2 separate regions of the Triticum aestivum genome follow, and region 1 is linked to region 2. The links are chromatin contacts, called in public HiCAR-type maps. All regions are on one chromosome and are shown on one strand. Each heading gives the region's core, a stretch centred on a gene start, on an enhancer-like site or on the middle of the called end of the contact. The rest is flanking DNA. Distances are from core to core; before and after follow the strand shown.

What was found. HiCAR-type assays count read pairs that join an accessible place to other places.
Region 1: a contact with region 2 is called in a HiCAR-type map of leaf, with 8 times the contacts expected there. The contact joins the promoter of LOC123119121 here to the promoter of LOC123119120 in region 2. A contact is called at or near these places in 2 of 5 Hi-C or Micro-C datasets (both in leaf) and 1 of 1 datasets of contacts at active chromatin or transcription factors (leaf).

What each region holds. Positions count from the first base shown.
Region 1 is chr5D:12,677,339-12,680,482 of IWGSC CS RefSeq v2.1, forward strand. LOC123119121 (enolase) reads left to right here and starts at 1,804. Exons shown (of 17, transcript XM_044538815.1): 1 at 1,804-2,103; 2 at 2,730-2,793; 3 at 2,949-3,013. The coding sequence starts at 2,035. LOC123119122 (malate dehydrogenase, glyoxysomal) reads left to right here. Exons shown (of 9, transcript XM_044538816.1): 6 at 686-721; 7 at 823-912; 8 at 1,017-1,111; 9 at 1,202-1,469. The coding sequence ends at 1,274.
Region 2 is chr5D:12,311,886-12,314,896 of IWGSC CS RefSeq v2.1, forward strand. It overlaps LOC123119120 (neutral ceramidase), which reads right to left and starts at 1,706. Exons shown (of 10, transcript XM_044538813.1): 1 at 1,540-1,706; 2 at 1-154. The coding sequence starts at 73.

The DNA of each region.
Region 1 (3,144 bases), core at 554-3,053, 370 kb after region 2:
GAAGCAAGGAGAAAGAAAGAAGGTGGAGATAAGTTAGGGAGGACTGAAATTCCATCTCAATGCCTTTACAGACTTGGTCCTCTCCTTTATGTTGCTGAAAGCTTGGATCGAGACGTTTTTCAAACATGACAAACTCAATTGATAGCGTCCCTCGTGTAGTAACAGTGCAGCTCAAACATTCTTCAGATATCTCTCATTTCATTTGTCTTCAGAGTCCGGCATACTGGTTTGCAGTTCTTCAGCTTATAGTTAACAAAGCTGAATAAGATCTGACGAGCTATGTTTTGAGAACATGAGAGTTAGACCTCAGTAGATGTGAGATGGATATGTGAAATTACCAAATTCCTTGTGTTCTATAATAGACAAAGATGCATATATTAGTTTATTCGAGAGCTTCACAGTGTTGACAACAAAGGTCAATTATCAGGTGCATGTTAACTGTTAAGTTGAGCAGAAACCTTCTTGTACACAATACTTTTACCCGCATAGGGGGCTATACTAATTTCTAGTGCTAGCTGCGGACACATGTTCTGGTTTGGTGGCTGCCTGACAGTCAATAGAATTTTCCTAAGCTGTTGGCTGGCCGGCCGGCCAGTGTTTGACCAGTGTTGTGTTGTAGAGGAACCTTGACCACTGTTGTATTAATGCGATGAAGTTCCTTTCTGACAATCCAAATTCATTTCAGGCGAAGGCAGGAGCAGGATCAGCAACCCTTTCCATGGTTTGTCTCCCCCAACTTACATCCCCATCAGTCAACCTGGTTTGTATGCTCCGACGATGGCTGAAGCAACACTAAATCTTCCCTTTTTTTTTAAATTTCAGGCCTACGCAGCAGCCAAATTCGCGGACGCCTGCCTGAGAGGGCTGCGCGGCGACGCCGGGATAGTGGAGTGCTCTTACATAGCCTCTCAGGTTATTATTTCTTTCTCTCAGCTCATCCCTAAGCAATCATTCCTAGCCGACCGACAAGCATTTTCTGAATCGCAAAATCTTGTTCTTCATTGCGTGTCTTGAAGGTGACGGAGCTGCCCTTCTTCGCGTCCAAGGTGCGGCTGGGCCGGTCCGGCGTCGAGGAGGTCCTGCCGCTCGGCCCGCTGAACGAGTTTGAGAGGTCTGCAGCTGAGCACATACATACATAGCCTAGGGAAGGATGATTTGCTTGTGTCGCCCAATTTAATGTTGCCTTGTCGCCGTGGTGCAGGGCCGGGCTGGAGAAGGCCAAGGGCGAGCTGGCCGAGAGCATCCACAAGGGCGTCGCTTTCGCCAACAAGTGAAGATGGGAAGAAAATCCTAGCACGCAGCTCCGTATCTTTCGCCGAAATGCTCCAAGGCCAGCATAGAAATCTGAGATGCCTTTTGCTTCCTGCCTGCTCCCGCCTGGGAGCAACAGTCCCCGTGTGATGTGATGTAAATCTCCCTGTCATAACAATAATAATAATAATAAAATTGTACAGTATTTTGTACCGGTATATACGATGCGGACTACCCGATGTTTACGGCTGTATAATAAATAAATACGACAGATCTGATGATTGATTAGATTATAATAATAAAAAGGTAAACAAAACAAAAGTTCAAGTTGGCTCGCTCTTGTGCCATTTATTGTTCTCTTGCTGATTAACCCGATGTCACCTGGATCGGCCCAATGGGCAGACGACAAGTGTCCCCATCAGCCTAGCCCCACCTGGGGCGCTCCCAGACCGCTCTGCGAATCCCACGGCATATTCGCCAGTTGTTCCATCTCCGTGCGCGGCCGCCCGCGTGGCGCCCCTTACACGCGGGCCCCCGGGAGGACCGCCCGCCCGCCGGCCCCACCCGCAGAGAGACGCGGCGTCCCGTGTGCTCGTCAAAAACAATAGGCGAACCAGCGGCGCCCCCGTTTGCATCTGCATCGTCGCTATAAGAAAGCAGGGGCCGCCCCTCCGGTCCGCCCACCCGTACAGCGAACCCGCACCCCTCTCGCTCTCCGCTCCATCTGGTCCGATTCGATTCGATTCGATCTCGGCTTCCTCTCCAAGCCACGCGAGACCAGCCATGGCGGCGACGATCCAGTCCGTGAAGGCCCGCCAGATCTTCGACAGCCGCGGCAACCCCACCGTCGAGGTACGCACGCGCGCGCCCATCCCCCGTCCGTCTCCCTGATCTGTGCGTTGTGGTCCGGTTCGACTCGATCTGCTAGCGGTAAGGGGTGCCGCGATCGTTCGTGCGTGCGTGCGTTCGTAGCAGCGGCTCGGCTTTTTCGATTGCGCGTCCGATCTGGTCCGGTTCGCCCGCGGGGCGTGGGCTGGGGTTTCTGCGCAGCAGAGCGTAGGGTTTCTGACGGACCCTTTCGGTCAGAGTCGAGGGGTTTTGGGTAGGTGGGTGAGCCTGAGCCAGCAGGATGTTTTTTGAGTTGGGCGGGTTGGGTTATGCTAGATTCGGCGCGAGGTGGTTTGTTCAGTCAGATGCCATGGCGCGTGCAATTTTCATGTTAGCCTGCTTGTCATCTATTTTTGGTTTTATCCACGGATCGGTTTGTTTGTCATGCTCATGCTCAGTTTGTGGTTGCTCAAAAGCAAAAGCTAGTCGGAAAAGCCCGATTATCGCCGTCCACCTGGCTGCCATAGTGTCTATGTAGCTTATCTTATAATCCTTGTGGTTTGGCGTCCTAGTGATGCTCTGATTTTGTTGTTTGCTGTGACGGAAATGTAAGATGAGGTTGCTGACTTCACTCTTGTTGTGTGCATCAGGTTGATGTGTGCTGCTCAGATGGAACCTTCGCCAGGGCCGCCGTTCCCAGCGGTGCATCAACTGGTGGGTCATTTTTGTTATTGCATCACCGCTGTTTTCCTTTCAACCTTAGAATCAACTTTTGCCTTGGTTCCTGTCTAGTGAAGGTACACAATGTCCCTGTCATCATTTATTGACTGAATGAAGCTAATCTTGTCTGAATCATCCCTCTTATGTAGGTGTCTATGAAGCTTTGGAGCTGAGGGACGGTGGATCTGACTACTTGGGCAAGGGTGTTTCCAAGGTTTACATTCGTTTGACTGGATTTTATCTTCACAATCTGTAAATCTATGTTGCGGTTCTTGCTGATTTAATGTGGCTGCTGCTTATACTCACATTCTGTAAATCTATGCCATAATTCTTGGCTATTTAATA
Region 2 (3,011 bases), core at 456-2,955:
AAAGAAGACATAGCCATATCCAGGACAAACCAAAACCGCAGACTTGGTAGCGCAGGCAAGACGATGCCTCCATCAGGAAGGAACCAGGGAATGAAGTTGTTAATTAACTAGTGCAAGCCAGAAGCCTGGAGAGAACAAGAAATTTAACTGCACTCTGCAAAAGAGAAGAAAAGCCTATTAAAAAAATCACCAAACATTCTATCATACTGATGCAAGGGAAAGGGTGCATACTAGTATCCAACAAGATTATCAAGCTATAATGACACAAGTACATGTTAAGCTATAAATACAGTGTCCCCGCGAGAAAAAACTGTAGTGTGGCGTGGGCCAGGCTTCCGGGTCGCCATCTCCTGAGTGCTCATGGGCCAGCTGAGGTATGGCTTCGATTTGGTGGATCTGACTGATGTGTGGTCCATCTCATCTTCTGGCAGGCGATAACATGTTTTACTAAATGAAGTAGGAGTTCTGAACTAGGAGGCATTAATGGCCTATTCTGTACGGGTTTATGGTTGATAAACTGGGGTCCGTTTGGTAGGTAGGTCTGTACTCTAGAATCAGTAGTACTAGTGTATTAGCACCTATAATGGACGGGAATTTTCGGCTCCCGGGACCCAGAGTACACTCAATTTAATTTGCGGTTGCTGAATTACTGTCCCAGAATTATCAATTTTGCACTTAAATTTAAATGCAGGAAAAATCATGAAATTTGCTCAATGTATTTTTTTGTCAAAAAATAATCTTGGAACTAGTACCATGAAATTCTGGGTTTTCTTAGAAGAGACGTAAATTCCTAATTTTAGTATCATAAAAACTCCTAGAATTAGTATAGCGGAGTCCTGAGTTTCCCACTTGAGATTTCGAATTTTGAGGAACCATAAAATCCATTCAGTGTTTTTCTAGAAAAAGAAGGTCCTAGGATTTGTATCATGAATAGTTTTCCCTTAGGAGTTGATTCTTCAACCGTAACATCTACTGATATCTTTTTTTCGAGAGCGAATATCTACTGATACCTGGTTCTAAACTTCGACGAGAAATCATCCACTGGAGCACAAAATCTAGCACCCCAGATCCGCACCAAGCATGCTCAAACCCTAGCTAGAACAACTGCATACAGCAATTTAACTACCCCTAGCTGATTAGTGAAACGCGTCCAATTTACGACAGACGCGACCTGGCTGGAATGAAGTGAGGGGGGGAGGGGGAAGCGGACTGGCTCACCATGCGAAGGGCGAATCTCGACTGGGAACCCCGCCCCAGCTGCTCCACTGGCTAGTGGCCTCCGCCGGCATTTAAACCCGCGCCTCTCCGTCCCCGGCAGACACGACTAGGCCGGTTGGGAACTCCAAGGGCGGGGCGCCTCGTGGTCGTAGCTCACGGCTCCCAGTGGCGACGGCCGACCGCGACGGACGGAGGGGGACAGGGTGGAGCGTACAAGGCACGGCTCGGAAAGGGAAAAGGGACCCAGCTAACCAAACAAACAAACACGAGAGGAGTTCAGCACCGCGGGAACTGGTGGAGCGGGGGAGGAGGCGCGCGCACCTCTGAGCTCGAGGACCTGGACCTCGTCGGCATGGAGACGGCCGGACTGAGGAGGAGGGGGAGCGGGCGAGGCGTTGAATCGGCGGCGAGGATGACGACCAAGTTTTTTTTTTTTTTGAGGGTTGGATGACGACCAAGTGGGGAGACGATGGCGACGCGCCGCTGAGACTTCGGGCCGGGCCTTCCACGCGTTTGCCCCCATTTTGTTTTTTTTTTTTACTCCACTGCGAACGTAAGATTTTTTAGCAGTTCGAAAGCCCTTAGAATCCTCGGATCCCGATCAAACCTCCGGTAAAGTCGCTGTGTAAGTTTTGTCCAGTCAAAGTATCTCTACTTTGACTAAAGTTATAAAAAAAGTCTCAAACAAACGTTATAGGAAAAGTATCAACATTTAAAATGTCAAATCAATATTGTTAGATTCATTATGAAATACTGGCAAAAGGCCCATGCGTTGCAACGGCAAAAAAATCTTAATCTTCAACGGCCATGACCACATTTTACTGCATCACCGAGTAACACTATCACTCTCAATTTTGTGAAATTGTGAACATATTTCAAATCATGAACATTTTTCAAATTCGTGAACCCTTTTACAGATTTTCTAACATTTTCTAAAATCATGATCATTTTTTGAATTCATGAACATTTTATACTATTAGCAAAAAAAATTAACATAATTTTCTTCAATCGACGAACATTTCTAGAATCGACCAACATTTTTCGGAAATTGGTGGAACAATTTTTTAAATTCACGGATATATTTTTATTTAACGAACATCTTTCTAAATGCATGATCATTTTCTGAATTAGTGAACATTTTATGAATGAATAAACTATTTCGTAAGTCACGGACAGTTTTTGAATTTTCAGGATATTTTTTCATTAATGAATATTTTTTTAATTGGGGGAATTTTGTTCAATTTTATTAACATTTTTTAATACACGTAAATTAAAAAAACATTAGGCAACCGATACTCCATGTGTTTTTTAACATTTTGTTTTTTTAGATAATCCATGTATTTCTCTCTCCCTGCAATGGATTAACGGGATGGACTCTGGGCTTCGGGCTTCGGCAACCGATACTGGCCGGACCTAATGTTGGGTTGCTTGTAAGTGAGGACAACAAACATTTTTCCCCTTTCTATGTTGATAAAAAGCCCCCTTCCCCAAACCCAAACTTCATTTCGTTAAAACGAAAAGTAACGGTATCAAACTGCAAGCATCATCTCTTTTTTCCTTAGTATTTTTTTCCCTTGGTGACATTGATGAGGTGGCCGGTCTCTCTCGTCTCTTCCTACCTCGATGACATCCGATCTGGCACCAACAGAAGGTCTGTGTGAGTTTGTGTTGCCGGGTCTAATTAGCTCTCTTCAGATCTTGGTAGTTAGTCTGTCTTTTGAAAGACAATTGGTTGGCTATTGATAGGACGTCTTCCACATCTTCTTATGTATGGTCCAGTTTCTTCAATCATC